2 separate regions of the Sus scrofa genome follow, and region 1 is linked to region 2. A link is a contact called in public HiChIP or PLAC-seq data. All regions are on one chromosome and are shown on one strand. The core of a region is the stretch at or near the end of the contact, and the rest is flanking DNA. Distances in the headings are between cores, read along the strand shown.

Region 1 (2,790 bases), core at 215-2,714, 81 kb after region 2:
CCAAAAACTCTTAACGAGAGAGAAACCCTCTGGCCAGAGGCCAATGCAAAGCTAAGTGTTGCTGGGCAGACATAAATCAGCAGAGTGCCATTAACTCGGCGGCTCTTAGCCAGGGATGCCCTGGGTGCTGTGCCAGGACATCAACTGATAAGAGTAGGTAACATTTCAGCCTCTTCCAAAACCATGCCCAGCTCGTGGCACTAGAACCCACGAAGCTTCCAGTCTCCCAGGCCAACATCAACACATAAGGGCTGGGCTGTCCCTGAGGCTGCCTCGGTGCCAGGCAGTGAACAGACAGAGCCTGGCCTGCACCCAGTAGGTGTTCATGTCCCCTGCAGGGGTGAAGGCAAAGTCTGTTCTCCCATGGAAGCTCTCAGGCCCCCACACACCCAGAGGGATGCTCTTTTGGGATGTCAGAGCCCCTCCTCGCACTGGTAACATGGGAAGAAGATGGGCACTGGCAGTGAAGCACCAACGCATTCACTGTGTGTACAGGGCCTGTCCCAAACTAAGCAGAAGACAATATCCTGGGATTTAGGAAGCTGCCTCTGAACCGGTTCTCCCACAACATCATCCTCCCGGGCTGTGGGACCGTTAGACTGGGCGGAAGTCGGACTCCAGCCAAGGGGATGTTCCCAGATGTCATGCTTTCAAACGGGACCCGCCCTGAAAAGCAGGCAGGGACAGGCCTGGGCCAGGAAAGCCCTGGGTTAAGATTCAGGATGGTGTTCTGGCCTCTCCTTGGCAGGGGATGGCATGGGTCTTCCTGGCAGCAGTGCAGACCAGCGCCTCTTCCGGAAAGGAGAGCCCCCAAAGGTCTGGCCTCTGGCCTGGGGTGGGGGTGGGGGTTCTGAGCAGCTGAATCAGAGGCCCAGCCCCTCACTGATTGATTACCCACCTCCATCCCAAGTACCGCACCTAGGCATCCTCCAAAGCACTTCTTCCAAGGCCCCCTTCCCCAACCAGGCGCCTTTGGGCAGTCTCCGCTTCCAGGTTCCTCCCTCAGGAGAAGGTTTCCCAGACACAGTAAGGAGCGGAATGCGGGGGAGCCCCAGGCAGACCTCAGGGTGCCCCTGAGGGTTTAGGCCCCTTTCCAGCTCAGGCGTTGGGGCAGCGGCCAGCTGGTGCCTCTGGCCAGAGGGGCTGCCACCCACGCCTCCCGCGGCCTCCCATTCCCCCACCAGCGCCCCCACCTTGAGATAGTCGTTCTCCGAGCGCAGCTCCTCCAGCTCTCTCATGAAGCCGCCGGGCCCGCAGTCCAGCATCTCCTCCGTGAGGTCGGAGAAGGCGAGCGAGGCGCTGAGTGGCAGGCGGCTGCTGCCCACCGACGACGCGGCCACCGACGGCTCCTCCGGGGAGGCGGGAGGCCGCGGAGGCTGCTGAGCGGGCGGCGCGGGCTGCGGCGGCTGCCCAGTGCGGGCCCCCGCCGGGCCCCCGGCCGCTGACTCGGCGTCGCTGCTCAGCGCCAGCTCCAGGCCCAGCAGACGCGCCTCCTCCGACGCGCAGTCCGACACCTCTGAGCTGCTGTCGGTGAGGCTGGGCGGCGGTGGCGGCGGTCGCGGCCCGGTGCCTGGGCGCGGACGGCCCTTGGCGCGGACCCCGGTGCGGACCCCGGCCACCCGCGTCCCTGCTCCCCGCGCCCCGGGCGCCACCGCACGCCCCTTCTTGTCCGGCCGCGCCGAGGACGCGGAGCTGCAGGCGGCTGCGGCGCCCGGGCCTGGGCCGCGGCGGCCCTTGGCCAGCGACCAGCCGGCCACGTCCTTGGGTCGGGCCGGCGACGGCGCTCGGTGGCTCTTCTTCCTCTCAGGGGCTGGCGCGGGCGGGGGGCCGCAGCCCCGAGCAGGGGGCTCCCCCGCCGGCACCTCCATCGCGGCCTCCCTTGGCCTCAGTGAGCTGCAGGCATGGCCCGGGCCCGCCCGGCCTCCGCGCCCGGGGGGAGGTCCCCGGCGCCTCTCCTGCCGCTCGGGCCGCGTCTGCTCTCGGCCCACCTCAGCTCCCGGGCTGCGCTCTGGCCCCGACTCCCGCCGCACGGTCTCTCCGCTACTCTGAGCTCGGAGAGAGCGGCCCGATCGCCTCCAGGCGCCCCGGCTCCGGCTCCGGCTCCGCCCGGCGCCCGCCCCCTCGGCCTCGCCGCGCCCCCGGAGCGCGCCCGGGCCCCGGCTGCCAGCGCGCCTATCGCTCCCTCGGGCTCCGAGTCCGGCTGCGGCCCGGGCCCCGGCTCCGCCCGGCGCGGCCCGCCCCCGCGCAGCCCCGCCAGCTCCCCGCCCCGCCGCCTGGGCTCGGGGGCGCGCGGCTCCGCGAACAAAAGGCGGACGCGGCGGGAGCGGCAGGGAGGGACGCAGGCAGCGAGCGAGGGAGGGATCTGCGAGGCAACAGCGACCCCCTCGAGGGTCAGGCGGGCCGGGTCCGCCGCGGCCCGGGCTCCTTTCTCCTCCGCTCCGCCGCCGCCCCCTCCCCTGCCGGCCCGGAGAGCGCACCCGGCGGAGGCCCCCCTGCTCCCCGCGTCCGAGCAGGGGTCGCGCGAGCGGCGAGAGGGAGGACTGCCAGGCAGAGGCCGGGCAGACCTCAGATCGCTGGAGCCAGCATCCATATACACGCCGAGTCCCTCGCCCCTCGCGGCTGTGCGGAGCGTGCGCGAACTCCGCCCCCCGAACCTCGCAGAGCGAGACGGATTATCCCATTGTACAGATGCGTAAAGTGATGCCTAGGGCGGGCACACGATTAACCCAAGGTCAGTCAGTGGCAGAGCGGGGATGGAATCCCAACCTCGCAGATCCACACCTTCTGCTT
Region 2 (2,700 bases), core at 149-2,648:
ATCTTATCTCCCAATTATTTTGTTTTTAACGAGACCCTAATTCCATTAATTCAGTTGATGGCAGTAGGATCTACACAGTCATCAAAACATGAAAAAAAACACATCAGCATTAATTCTCCAGATCCAAAGGCCTGTAAAATTTTTCTCCGTCACCAGTTATCAATTTAGTTCAGGTCCCATAATTTCTATCACCTCCTCCCCACAGGAGTCTAACAGCCTCTCCACTAGTTTTCATACATGCAACAGTGCTCCTCTCCAATTCATTCTTTAGACAGCAGCAGAGATTCTTCCAGTGAACTCAACACCTTCCAGAAGCCAGTCCCAACCAACCATTCCTGTTTTCTCCTGCCGTCCCATTTCACACACCACTGTGGAATCTTTGCATTCACTGCCTGTCAGACTTACTCATCCCTCTCAATCTAGCTCAGGTGTGAACTTTCACACCACTTCTCTTTGGTACAGTCGGTTGCTCCACCCCTAGGTCTCCCTAGCACTGGCTGTACAGTCTGTTTATGTCTGTCTCCCCAGCCAGACTATTTCTAGTGCCTGTCACAGACAACTGACTCACTGGAAGAGGGCAGGGACATGACTGAGGCATCTCTGTGCATCTTCCATGCTTCCCCCTTTCCCCAGCAGAAATCTGCATGTTGGGGGTGGTGGTGGGGTGCTTAGAAAAGAGAAATGAATGTATGTGGAGACACAACACAGGACAAGGGGTGGGTCAAAGATCTAAATCACCACAATTTCGACTGTATCACTAGATGAAACCAACAACAGTGACTTGTTAAGGGCTTACTATATGCTAGGGCTTTGCCTCATTATCCCATTTAGTCCTTCCCACTGCTTGCTAAGAACCATCATTAATTCCACGTTGCAGATAGAGAAACTGAGGTGCAGAGGGTCAAAAGTCTGGCTCCAAATTGTTATGCAGCCAGCCTAGAGCAGGGGCGAAATTCGAACCAAATTGTGACCCACCCCTAACCCTCAACCACTGTTCTAGAGTCTAGACCGTGGGCTCTGCAAACAGGCACCGAATGAGGAGCTGCCCCCCCTCAGGCTTCATCTCGCCGGGAGATGGCAATGCTCCCTCCCGCCCCCACAGTCCTGCTGTCGGGCGCTGGCGACTGGTGGGATCGCGTCTGGGCCGAGAGGGGTCCAACCCCTAAGAGGCTACTGCGATAGTGGGCCGGACCGCGTCCAGGGAGAGTTCTACTACTTCCTGACCTCAAAGCGACGCCTGTCCAGCACTGAGTCTCCGTTCTCGAAACACAAGGCCTCAGGTATCTCTCCGCGATGCCGAGTTACTTCCGGACGGCCCGCGCAAGTACGCTACTACTTTCCAGTCTGGGTCCGCGGCCCTAAATACCCGCCGGCGCCAACCCTGCCCCTAGTAAAACTCCCGCCGGCCAAGGACGCATGCGCCGCTGGCGGCTTCCCTGACTCGCGCACGCGCAGGCGCAGGCGCACAACGCTAGCTTTCCCTCAAAGTGCATGCGCAAACTGGAGTGCAAGCCTTTTACGAGCTCCGCCCCCTTTGTTGAAGTCTTTCCCCGCCCAGAGTTGGCCGGCCACAGTCCCCACCTTCTCAGCTCCGCCACGCCCAGGGAGTCACTAACTAGGTTACGTCATAGGGTCGGGTCCTTTGCGCAGGATGTGCCCAGAGTCTTTCTAAGAGGGGAAGACAGAGGCCCAGAGAGGTACTTACAGTGCTTTAGCGGATGGGCAATGATGAACCCATGATCCCCCTTCCTTTTATTTTCTTAACTCTAAAAAATGTGGACCGTGACCCTCTCAGGGCAGACTGGGAGCACTTCTTCCAGTCCCGCTCTAGCACATTTTCTCCTTTTGCGGCCCCTTCAGTACTTGGCAAAGTTCAGGAATTCTCCTTTGCAGCCTCATTGCAGGTCACCCCCTCCCCAAACTGCTTGCCACTCTTCTCTCCACCCCTGTTGTTTCTGCTCCTTTGCTCAAGCTGTTCACTCTCTGCCTGGGAAGCCCTTCTCTGCTTGTTCCTGGCGAATTTCTCCAGTTTTAAGCCTCAGCGGAGGATTCATCTCAGAGCCTTCTCTGAGGCCCTAGGCTGAAAAGTAGATGCCCTTTCTGTGCTCCCAGGAGCCCCGTGTGGGCCTGGTCCACTATCCCTTGCTGGCTTGAGGGCTTCCAGATCTCACCATGATGCCATCAGAATGACCCCTTACATGTGCAGTCCTTTCAGACCTGAGACCTCCAAGTGTTGAATTACAAGCAGTCCACAAAATCTAAAAGAAGGGTTGGTGAGCAGCAGCTGGAATGTGACTGTGGTCATCTTTCCACAGCAGCTGTGGTCCTTGGAAAAGTTTCCTGGTGGTAGGCAGAAATTTGCCTTCCTGAAATTTCCATCCTGTGGTTCCAGTATATTAGCTCTCAACAGCCATCTGAAAGCAGAGATTTGCTCTTTGCTCTCTGAATATCTCTTTCTGGGACCGAGTTCCTTCTATGTCCACCCTACCCCTTTTAACTACTCCCTTGTCCATGTCCCAAGAACAGAACCCAGCCAGAACTGGCTGTCCTGGGACCAAGGTGAGTATCTTGCTTCATGGAATCCAGATCCAATACATTCTTTATGTACTTTGACTGCTTTCATTTCTTCCATGGCTCTCTACTGTCCATAGGATGTGGGCATTCCTTCCCTCCTAAGGCACTGTGTGACCTGACCTAGCC

Evidence for each region. HiChIP or PLAC-seq counts read pairs in DNA pulled down with a chosen protein or histone mark.
Region 1: a contact with region 2 is called in an H3K27ac HiChIP or PLAC-seq map of skeletal muscle. The contact joins the promoter of LOC102165279 here to the promoter of DSN1 in region 2. A contact is called at or near these places in 1 of 5 promoter capture datasets (fetal skeletal muscle), 3 of 47 Hi-C or Micro-C datasets (epiblast stem cells, fetal skeletal muscle and liver) and 2 of 2 datasets of contacts at active chromatin or transcription factors (alveolar macrophages and skeletal muscle).

What each region holds. Positions count from the first base shown.
Region 1 is chr17:40,096,935-40,099,724 of Sscrofa11.1, forward strand. It overlaps LOC102165279 (transcription initiation factor TFIID subunit 4-like), which reads left to right and starts at 1,465. Exons shown (of 3, transcript XR_002340154.1): 1 at 1,465-1,530. It overlaps SOGA1 (protein SOGA1), which reads right to left and starts at 1,868. Exons shown (of 15, transcript XM_005672920.3): 1 at 1,194-1,868. The coding sequence starts at 1,868.
Region 2 is chr17:40,015,958-40,018,657 of Sscrofa11.1, forward strand. DSN1 (DSN1 homolog, MIS12 kinetochore complex component) reads right to left here and starts at 1,399. Exons shown (of 11, transcript NM_001243366.1): 1 at 1,225-1,399.